Linked DNA regions of Sus scrofa: region 1 is linked to region 2. A link is a contact called in public HiChIP or PLAC-seq data. All regions are on one chromosome and are shown on one strand. The core of a region is the stretch at or near the end of the contact, and the rest is flanking DNA. Distances in the headings are between cores, read along the strand shown.

The links. HiChIP or PLAC-seq counts read pairs in DNA pulled down with a chosen protein or histone mark.
Region 1: a contact with region 2 is called in an H3K27ac HiChIP or PLAC-seq map of alveolar macrophages. The contact joins two enhancer-like sites. A contact is called at or near these places in 1 of 47 Hi-C or Micro-C datasets (heart right ventricle) and 1 of 2 datasets of contacts at active chromatin or transcription factors (alveolar macrophages).

Annotation. Positions count from the first base shown.
Region 1 is chr1:107,523,525-107,528,774 of Sscrofa11.1, reverse strand. All of the region lies in intron 2 of ZNF609 (zinc finger protein 609), which reads left to right. Among named protein-coding and RNA genes, the nearest start is that of ZNF609, 57 kb to the left of the region's middle. Within about 2 kb of position 2,789, at least 4 of the 83 cell types and tissues checked have an H3K27ac peak or open chromatin away from gene starts, as enhancers often do. A contact at or near this core is called in alveolar macrophages, where this site is marked.
Region 2 is chr1:107,394,778-107,400,555 of Sscrofa11.1, reverse strand. All of the region lies in intron 3 of ZNF609 (zinc finger protein 609), which reads left to right. Among named protein-coding and RNA genes, the nearest start is that of OAZ2, 72 kb to the right of the region's middle. Within about 2 kb of position 4,020, at least 11 of the 83 cell types and tissues checked have an H3K27ac peak or open chromatin away from gene starts, as enhancers often do. A contact at or near this core is called in alveolar macrophages, where this site is marked.

The DNA of each region.
Region 1 (5,250 bases), core at 1,540-4,039, 130 kb before region 2:
CTGCTGAGCCGTGACAGGAACTCCTGATTGTCAATTTTTTAATATCTATCCTAGTGAGTGTGAAGTGGTATCTCATTGGGGTTTTGATTTGCATTTCTCTAATGACTCATGATTCTAAGCATCATTCATGTGCTTTTTTTTTTTTTTTTTTTTTTTTTTTTTTTAAATGGCTGCACCTGCGGCCTATGGAAGTTCCCAGGCTAGGGGTCAAATTGGAGCTGTAGCTGATGGCCTACACCACAGTCACAGCAGCAGCAGATCCAAGCTGCATCTGTGACCTTCAGTGCAGCTTGTGGCTGCACTGGATCCTTAACCCACTGAGTGAGTCCAGGGATCGAACCCACATCTGCATAGAGACAGCTTCAGGTCCTTAACCCACTGAGCCACATCAGGATCTCTATTTTGTTTATCTTTTTTGGATATAAGTGTATTCCAATTCTTTGCCCTTTTTTTTTTTTTTTTTTTCTCTTTAAAAAAATTTTCTTTTGGTGGGAGTTTCCGTCGTGGCTCAGTGGAAACAAATCTGACTAGCTTTTAAGAGGATGCAGGTTCGATCCCTGGCCTCGCTTAGTGGGTTAAGGATCCAGCGTTGCCATAAGCTGTGGTGTAGGTCGCAGACATGGCTTGGATCCTGTGTTGCTGTGGCTATGGCATAGGCCAGCAACTGTAGCTCTAGGAACTTCCATAGGCCCCAGGTGTGGCCTAAAAAGCAAAATAAAATTGTTTATTATTATTATTATTTTTTTTTTTTGTAGCCATACCCATGGCCTGTGGAAGTTCCCAGGCCAGGGACTGAATCTGAGCTGCATCTGTGGTAATGCCAGATCCTTTAACCCACTGTTCCAGGCACCTCCACCTCCACAGCCACCTGAGCTTCTGGAATCTTAACCCTCTGCACCACAGGGGGAATTCCAGGTTTTGGAATAGCAATCCCTTTCCTTACCATGTGAATTTTAGGGTTAGCTTATTCATTTCTGCAAAAAAAAAAATCTAGCTGGGATTTTGATAGAGAGTATGTTGAATCAATTACATAATTTAGGCAGTACTACAGGCTTAACAATTCATGAACCTGGGGTCTCTTACCATTTATTTAGGACTTGTTTATTGTTTTTTTTTTTTTTTTTTTTTTGCTACTTTCGGGCTGCACCCATGGCCTATGGAGGCCCCCAGGCTAGGGATTGAATCAGAGCTGTAGCTGCCGGCCTACACCACAGCCACAGCAACTGAGTGAGGCCAGGGATTGAACTCGCATCCTCAAGGTTCATTAATCACTGAGCCATGAAGGGAACTCCTATTTAGGACTTCTTTCATTTATTTCGGTGATGTTTTTTAGTTTTCAGAATGTAAGTCTTACACTTCTTTTGTTAAATTTCTTCCTAAGCATTTTATTATTTTAGATGCTATTGTAAGTGAAGTTGTTTTCTGAATTTCATATTTGGGTTACTTTTTGCAGTGTATAGAAATACAGTTGATTTGTACTTACTGATATTTTATCTTGCTTCCTTGCTGAACTCATTTACTAGCTCTAATAGTTTTTTTATGCATTCTTAAGGATTTTCTCTGTGTAAGATGGTATCATCTCCAAATAGAGACACTTGTTCTTTCTTTTTAACATGGGTATCTTTGTTTCCTTTTTCTTGCCTAACTACCCGGGCTGTATACAATGTTGAATACAAATGGCAAGAGCAGGAGTTCCCGTCATGGCTCAGCAGTTAACAAACCCAGCTAGAATCCATGAGGATTCGGGTTTGATCCCTGGCCTCACTCAGTGGGTTAGGGATCTGGCATTGGCTGTGAGTTGTAGTGTAGGTTGGCAGCTGAAGCTCCCATTCGATCCCTAGCCTGGGAACTTGCATATATGCCTCAGGTGTGGCCCTAAAAAGCGAAAAAAAGAAAGAAAGAAAGAAAAGAAATGGCAAGAGCAGAAATCCTTGCTTTGTTCCTGATTTTAGGGGAAAACGTTCACTGTTTTACTCTTAAGTATGATGTTAACTGTGGATTTTTTCAGAGATGCCCTTTAGTAAAATGGAGCTTTGAAGGGAACATTTATATTCTTGTTTGAGATTTAAGAATACTTTTATTCTTAATATTATTGTTCTTGAGGTAGGGATAGGGGCAGGAGGATGTTGGAGAAACCTGTGGAATATAAAGCATACAAGATTGAGAGCACCTGGATTCTAGTGTCCATTCTACCACTTGAACTATATAACTTAAGGCATTCTGTTTTATTCTCTGTGCTTCCTTCATTCATGCTTTTTGCTCATCATCTATTTATTAAACATCTGGTTTGCTAGATATGTATTGGAAGATACAAGGATAAAAAGACTGAAGTCTTTGTCCTCTGTGCCAACAACCTCAATGTTTTAAATCTGACTCTGGAGGTATTGGGCATATGTTGATTTGTGGGCATGTATTAAAGCCCTGTTTATTTTCAGAGTTCAATATGGTTCCAGTGTTAAGACTGGCCTTATATGTAGATAGCATGAATGCTACTTACACATCAATCTCTTATACTGTCATTTTTTTCAAATTATTGTAGTCACTTGCAGTGACTCCCAATTCTTTGTCCTCTGCCCTGACCTCTTTCTGAAGTTTGACCATGGTTTCAGCTGCCTAATATTTCTTTGCTTGGTTGTCCCCCATGTACTTCAAACGCACAATATCCTAAACAAAATGGTCTCCTAAAGCCCACCTCATTTTTCTCAATTTCAATAATGAGACTATTTCCTTCCTTTTACCCAAACTAGAAAGTTCTGAGTCATCTTTGCATTTTCTTCTCTACTCATATCTAGTGAGTCACCAAGGCCTATCTCTTGTATAGCTCTTGTTATGACCCCTCTTCTCTGTACTTACTGCCACTTCCTTTGTTCAGACCCTCATCGTTTTTTACCTGGACCAAACTCTACTCTCACCCCCTTTCATTCCCACTTGGTGAATCAGTTGTCATTCAGGACCCAGCTTACATGTCACTTCTTTTTTTGTTGTTGTTCATTTTTTCTTTCTTTCTTTTTTTTTTGTCTTTTTGCTATTTCTTTGGGCTGCTCCCGAGGCATATGGAGGTTCCCAGGCTAGGGGTCAAATCGGAGCTGCAGCCGCCAGCCTACACCAGAGCCACAGCAATGCGGGATCCGAGCTGCGTCTGCAACCTACACCACAGCTCATGGCAACACCGGATCGTTAACCCACTGAGCAAGGGCAGGGATCGAACCCGCAACCTCATGGTTCCTAGTCAGATTCGTTAACCACTGCACCACGACGGGAACTCCCATGTCACTTCTTTATGGCATAGTCTTGTTAGCCAACTCTCAGACTTCCAGGTGAAATTAAACATGTTTCTATTAATGTTGTAGGAAAGTTGAATATTGTATCAGTGTTAATAACAAATTATAGAATCATAGAGACTTGAGTTTGAATTTTGGCTATTAATAGCTGTATGACCTTGAACATATTACACAGCTTCTCTGAGCCTCAGTTTCCTGTCTTAAAGTAAGGCTAATAACTACTTCATAGAGCAGAAATAAAGACTAAATGCAGTTATGGAGGTAATGATTATAGTAATCATGGCTGCAATATACTGAACATGTGTTATTTGCTAAGCATTGAGCTAAGTATAATACTTGATACAAATTGCTCATTAAAAGCTGTTAGCTTAGTACCTATTGTATAGCAGATAATCCAGTAAACCAAAGCTAGTATTTTCTATTTTGTCTTCTTCCAATGGGCAGGAACCATGCCTTATCTTTGTGATTGATGGTGTGGTAGATCATCAATAAACAATTGTTGAATTTGAAAAAAAAAACAGTTGTTGAATTTGAATTTATTTACTGTGATTCAATGAAATGCTGGGATGTCTTACAACATTCCCTATTAACTTGACTTCAATTCCTTTGGGATTTAAAGGTTTTTGAGTTTCCTATTAAAGTATTCATACCCCTGGAGAGTAATAATCCCTTGTGCTATAACCAGCAGCTGTCCTGTGGGAAGTAGTTGTTTATCAGCTGCTTTTCTTATCTGTGAAAGGTCTTGGCAGGATGAGACTGGGTAGAGAAGAGAAGAGGAGAGGAAGAGACCTGAACACAAGAGTATCATGAGGCACAAAACTGCTGTTTCCCATTTGCCTCAGAATTACTGACTCTCTTTCCTAATTTGTAATGAACATCACACCACCTAATACACAGGGGCAACATTTGGTAGCCTTGGCTCTGCTATAGAACCATAGGATTAGACCAAGTAAAAGTGGGTCATTTCTGTTGCTTGAAGGTCTGAATTAGTTATCACTTTGTGATGTTACTGGCATGATTGCAGATTCCCTCCCTTTATAGACAGTAGCTTTATATTGCATAGTGAGAAAAGATATTCTAGACATGGTCCCTAATTTTGGTCAGCTGTCTTGTAAATGGATGTCAGCAATCATCTGCTTGATGAACTGTATAGAGGATTATTGAGCACAAGATGAGATGATATAACTGCAAACACTGAAAAGGCTGCACAAATGTAAAGTGTATTATTCCAGGCTTTAACACATGACTTTGGAAAACTCATTTAAGTTCCTAGGCCTCAGTTTCCTTATCTCTAAAATGAAGGACTTGGAAAAAAATATTTCCAAGGCTCCAGTCAGTTCTAAAATTCTGCAAGGCTCCCTTCTATCTTGCCTACTAACTGGTGTCCCTTACAACTGTTGAGCAGCTATAGTTATTCTTTTAAAACTGGTCCAGGGAGTTCCCATTGTGGCACAGTGGAAACGAATCTGACTAATATCCATGAGGATGTGGGTTTGATCTCTGGCCTCGCTCAGTGGGTTAAGGATCCGGTGTGGCCATGAGCTGTGGTATAGGTCGCAGGCATGACTTGGATCCCACATTGCTATGGCTGTGGCATAGGCCAGTAGCTGTAGCTCTGATTTGAGCCCTAGCCTGGGAATTTCCATACACCAAAAGTATGGCCCTAAAAAGCAAAAAATAAAAAAGTCAATCAATCCTGTCTAGTCAGTATCATTTGTTTCCTCAGAACCCTCCACTGACCCTTCATTTCATTCAGAGAAAAAAACCAATGGCTTATAAAAGGCTTTGCATAGCTCTGTGGCTTTATCTCCTATTTTTTCTCTCTCTCAACTCTTTTCCAGCTGTTCCTTGAACATCTCTGGCTTGCTCCTCTTGCCTTAGGGCTCTCACACTGAATTTTTAGGCTTCTAGAATTCACAGATAGTAGCACTGTCAACTCCTTCATCTCCTTCACGTTTTTACTCAGATG
Region 2 (5,778 bases), core at 2,771-5,270:
AGTGGGATTGCAGGGTCATATGGAAGTTCTATGTATAGATTTCTAAGGTATCTCCAAACTGTTCTCCATAGTGGCTGTACCAGTTGACATTCCCACCAACAGTGCAGGAGGGTTCCCTTTTCTCCACAGCCCCTCCAGCACTTGTTATTTGTGGACTTATTAATGATGGCCATTCTGACTGGTGTGAGGTGGTATCTCATGGTAGTTTTGATTTGCATTTCTCTTATAATCAGCAATGTTGAGCATTTTTTCATGTGTTTGTTGGCCATCTGTATATCTTCTTTGGAGAAATGTCTATTCAGGTCTTTTGCCCATTTTTCCATTGATTGATTGGTTTTTTTGCTGTTGGGTTGTATAAGTTGTTTATATATTCTAGAGATTAAGCTCTTGTCGGTTGCATCATTTGAAACTATTTCTCCCATTCTGTAAGTTGTCTTTTTGTTTTCTTTTGGGTTTCCTTTGCTGTGCAAAAGCTTTTCAGTTTGATGAGGTCCCATGGGTTTATTTTTGCTCTAATTTCTATTGCTTTGGGAGACTGACCTGAGAAAATATTCATGATGTTGATGTCAGAGAGTGTTTTGCCTATGTTTTCTTCTAGGAGTTTGATGGTGTCCTGTCGTATATTTAAGTCTTTCAGCCATTTGGAGTTTATTTTTGTGCATGGTGTGAGGGTGTGTTCTAGTTTCACTGCTTTGCATGCAGCTGTCCAGGTTTCCCAGCAATGCTTGCTGAATAGACTTTCTTTTTCCCATTTTATGTTCTTGCCTCCCTTGTCAAAGATTAATTGACCATAGGTGTCAGGGTTTATTTCTAGGTTCTCTATTCTGTTCCATTCGTCTGTCTGTTTTGATACCAGTACCACACTGTTTTGATGACTGTGGCTTTGTAGTATTTCTTGAAGTCTGGGAGAGTTATGCCTCCTGCTTGGTTTTTGTTTCTCAGGATTGCTTTGGCGATTCTGGGTCTTTTGTGGTTCCATATAAATGTTTGGATTGTTTGTTCTAGTTCTGTGAAAAATGTCATGGGTAATTTCATAGGGATTGCATTGAATCTATAGATTGCTTTGGGTATTATGGCCATTTTTACAATATTGATTTTTCCAATCCAGGAACATGGAATATCTTTCCATTTCTTTACATCTTCTTGAATTTCTTTGATTAAAGTTTTATAGTTCTCGGCATATAGGTAGGTCCTTTACCTCCTTGGTCAGGTGTATTCTGAGGTATTTGATTTTGTGAGGTGCAATTTTAAAAGGTATTGTGTTTTTGTATTCCTTTTCTAATATTTCATTGCTGGTATACAGAAATGCAACTGACTTCTGAATGTTAATCTTATATCCTGCTACTCTGCTGAATTTATTAATCAGTTCAAGTAGTTTTTGGGTTGAGTCCTTAGGGTTTTCTATGTATAGTATCATGTCATCTGCATACAGTGACAGTTTTATCTCTTCTCTTCCTATATGGATGCCTTTTATTTCTTTGGTTTGTCTAATTGCTGTGGCTAGGACTTCCAAAACTATGTCGAAGAGCAGTGGTGAGAGTGGGCATCCCTGTCTTGTTCCAGATTTGAGTGAGAAGGCTTTCAGTTTTTCCCCATTGAGTGTTTATTTGCTGTGGGTTTATCATAAATGGCTTTGACTATATTCAGGAATGTTCCCTCTATACCCACTTTGGCGAGGGTCTTGATCATGAATGGATGTTGGACTTTGTCAAATGCTTTTTCTGCGTCTATTGAGATGATCATATGATTTTTGACTTTTTTTTTGTTAATGTGGTGTATGATGCCGATTGATTTGCGTATGTTGAACCATCCTTGTGAACCTGGGATGAACCCAACCTGGTCATGGTGTATAATTTTTTTGATATGTTGTTGGATTCGGTTGGCTAAGATTTTGTTGAGAATTTTTGCATCTATATTCATCAATGATATTGGCCGATAGTTTTCTTTTTTGGTGGTATCTCTGTCTGGTTTTGGAATGAGGGTGATGGTGGCATCATAGAATGTCTTTGGGAGTATTCCTTCTTCTTCAACCTTTTGAAAGAGTTTAAGGAGGATGGGCACCAATTCCTCTTTATATGTTTGATAGAATTCACCTGTGAAGCCATCTGGTCCTGGACTTTTATTTGTAGGGAGTGATTTTATGACCTTTTCAATTTCATTTCTAGTGATCGGTTTGTTCAGCTGGTCTGTTTCTTTTTGATTCAGTTTTGGCAGGCTGTAAGATTCTAGAAATTTGTCCATTTCTTCCAGATTGTCAAACTTGTTGCCGTATAGTTGTTCATAGTATTCTCTTATGGTTTTTTTGTATTTCTGCTGTATCCGTTGTGATTGGAAATCTCCTTTTACAAAGTATATGTTCACATCTTTTACCTGTTTCTGGATTGGATTGTATGTTTTTTTCTTGCTGATTTGTTAGGAGTTCTTTGTGTATGTTATGGTTATGAGTCCTTTGTCAATTATCTGTATCATAACTATCTTCTCCCATATCTTACCTTTTCTCTTAATGGTACCTTTTCATGAATGGAAGTTCTTTGTTTTTATAAAGTCTAGTTTATCTTTTTTTTCTTCTATAGTTAATGCTTTTTGTGTCTTGTTTAAGAAAATTTTACCTTTCCCAAAATAATGAAGATATTTGCATATTTTTTCTGAGAACTGTTTTTCTTTTCATATTTATACTTAGAGTATATCTGAAATTGATTTCTGTTTAGGATATGAATTGGGAGTTAAGATTCTGTTTTTTTTCAGATGAATACCAAGTTGACCCAGCACTGTATTGAAATGACCATCCTTTCCCCCACTGCACTGCAATGTCACATATGTCATAAATCAAGTGATGTACGAGTGGATATTTTTCTAGGCTCTCTCTTCAGTTCCATTCATACATTTGTCTAATCTTGTGTCAGTGCTACACTGTCTTAATAACTATAGCTTTATATATCTTGATATCTAGTATTGTTAAGTCTTCCAGCTCTATCATACTTTCTCAAGATTGCCTTGGCACTTCTGTATAGATTTTAGGATCATCTTTCTTTTTATGGGAAAGGAAAAGTACTGAGATTTTGATTGTGATTACATTAAATCTACAGATCAATTTGAGGAAGACCTGAAGTTTCATCCTTTTGTTGAAGCTTAGTGTTACTCATTTGTTGGGGTGAAAGAGTGATATTACTTGAGGAGCTTGTTTTTATTTTTAAATTTTTTATAATTATTATTATTTTTTTTGTCTTTTTGTCTTTTCTAGGGCCGCACCTTCAGCATTTGAAGGTTCCCAGGCTAGGGGTCTAATCGGAGCTGTAGCCGCTGGCCTACACCACAGCCACAGCAATGCTGGATCTTTAATCTGCTGAGCGAGGCCAGGGATTGAACCTGCAACCTCGTGGTTCCTAGTCAGATTCGTTAACCACTGAGCCACGACGGGAACTCCATTGAGGAGCTTGTTTTTAAAATATATGTTGGAGTTTCCCAGCAGAAACGAATCTGACTAACATCCATGAAGATGCAGGTTTGATACCTGGCCTCACTCAGTGGATTAAGGATCTGGCATTGCCATGAGCTGTAGTGTAGGTTGCATAAGGGGCTCAGATCTGATGTTGCTATGGCTGTGGTGTAGGCCAGTGGCTACAGCTCCAATTAGACCCCTAGCCTGGGAACCTCCATATGCCATAGGTGCAGCCCTAAAAAGACATGAATAAATAAATATATATTATGGAGTTCCCGCCATAGTGCAGCAGGTTAAGAATCCAACCACAGCGACTCGGGTCACTGCTGAGGCACAGGTTCAGTCCCTGGCCTGGTGCAGTGGCTTGAAGGACCTGGGGTTGCTGCAGCTGTGGCATAGGTCATAGCTGTAGCTTGGATTCAATCCCTGGCCCGGGAACTCCACATGCTGTGGGTGTAGCCACAAAATGAAAAAAATAAATGTTGGCTATCCCCCACTCATATTCTGAATCATCAGGTTCTGGATGGAGCTTGGGCATGTTAATTGTGAAATAGCTCCCTAGGATTTATGATTTGCTGTCACCACCACTGTTCTCCACCCACCCTGCTGGTGAACTACTGACCTAGACTGTAATCTCCTCAGCTAGCAGCAGTAATTCACTGAGACTTTTAAAGTAAAATCTGACTGGTTTAAGGAATAACACTCTGCTTTTGAGGCTATACTAGTTTCCTAGGGCTACTATAACAAAGTACAAAAAATTCCCTGGCTTAAAACAACAAATTTATTGTCTCACCATTCTGGAAGCTAGAAGTCAGAAATCAAGGTGTCATCAGAGCTATGCTCTCTCTAATGTTTCGAAGGAAGAATCCTTTCTTGCCTCTTCTAGCTTCTGGTGTTTGCCAGCAGTCCTTGGTGTCTCTTGGCACGTAGATGCTCCAGACGCATGGTTTTCTTTTCCCTGTGTACCTGCACATCTTCTCTCTGAGTGTGTCTGTCACTGTGTTCAAATCTACGCTTTTTATAGGAAACCAGTCATAATGGATTAGAGCCCACTTAAATGACCTCATCTTAACTTGATTATTTCTGTAAGGACTCTGTTTCAAAGTCAGATCACATTTTGAGGTACTGGGAATTAGGCCTTCAGTGTATCTTTTTGAAGGGAACAAATTTCAGCCCATAACAGAGGCCACTGAAAATTGCTGAATAATTATTGTCACAGGTTAAAAACACAGAGGAAATCTAGAACTGCACATAATAATGAGAGGCATTGCTTCCCAAGCAGTCTAGGTAGAAGATCATCCACTCTCTGATCCCAACTGTTCTCTCCTTTATTACTGTTTCCCCTTTCTCTGGCACTGAGAGACTTGATGTGGTTCAGCTCTGCTCCCTCAACAAACCTGAAAATGCCACGTGGAGGATACCAGAAAGAAGCAGCTTCAACAGCTAGCTGCATCTCTCAGCCTCTAGCTGAAAAAGACAGGAAAAATGCCTCTTGGAGGCCAGCGCCTAGCCATGTTCTTATCCTGATTCTTCCTGCTAGGTCATAAAGCTGTAAAACTGTGGACAAGTGTGATTCCATCTTAACCCCAGGCAAATATTTCCTCAGAGCTGTCTCATTGAAATCATACCTTCCTTCATGGTGCTTCCTTCCCAGTGAGACAAAGACTCAGATGGACAGCCAAAGGTATGATGGCCTCCAGGTATATAGTGTATGATTACCTTTTATTTATTTGTTTGTTTATTGTAATTCATTGAATTTTATTATATTTATAGTTTTACAGACATCATCACAACCTAATTTTAGAACTTTTCTGTCCTAAACCCCCAGTCCATCCCTCCTCTCCCACCTGTCCCCTTTGGTGACCTTAAATTTTTCAAAGTCTGTGAGTCTGTTTCCATTCTACAACTAAGTTCATTTATATCTTTCTTCCTTCCTTTCTTTCTTCCTTGCTTTCTTACTTGCTTGCTTGGTTTTTTAGGGCTGCACCCATGGCATATGGAAATTCCCAGGCTAGGGGTCAAATCAGAGCCACAGCCACAGTAACTTGGGATCCAAGCTAAGTCTGTGACCTACACTACAGCTCATAGCAATGCCAGACCCTTGACCCACTGAGCAAGGCCAGGGATCAAACCCGAGTTCTCATGGATACTAGCCGGGTTCATTTCCTCTGTGCCACAATGGGAACTCCTCCAGCTTTCCTTGGATTTCCATTTGCATGGAGTATTTTTTTCCATCCTCTCACTTTCAGTTTGTATGTGTCACTAGAACTGAAGTGGGTATCTTTTTTTTTCTTCTTTTTTGGCCACTCAATGGCATATGGACCCAGCCAGGGATCATA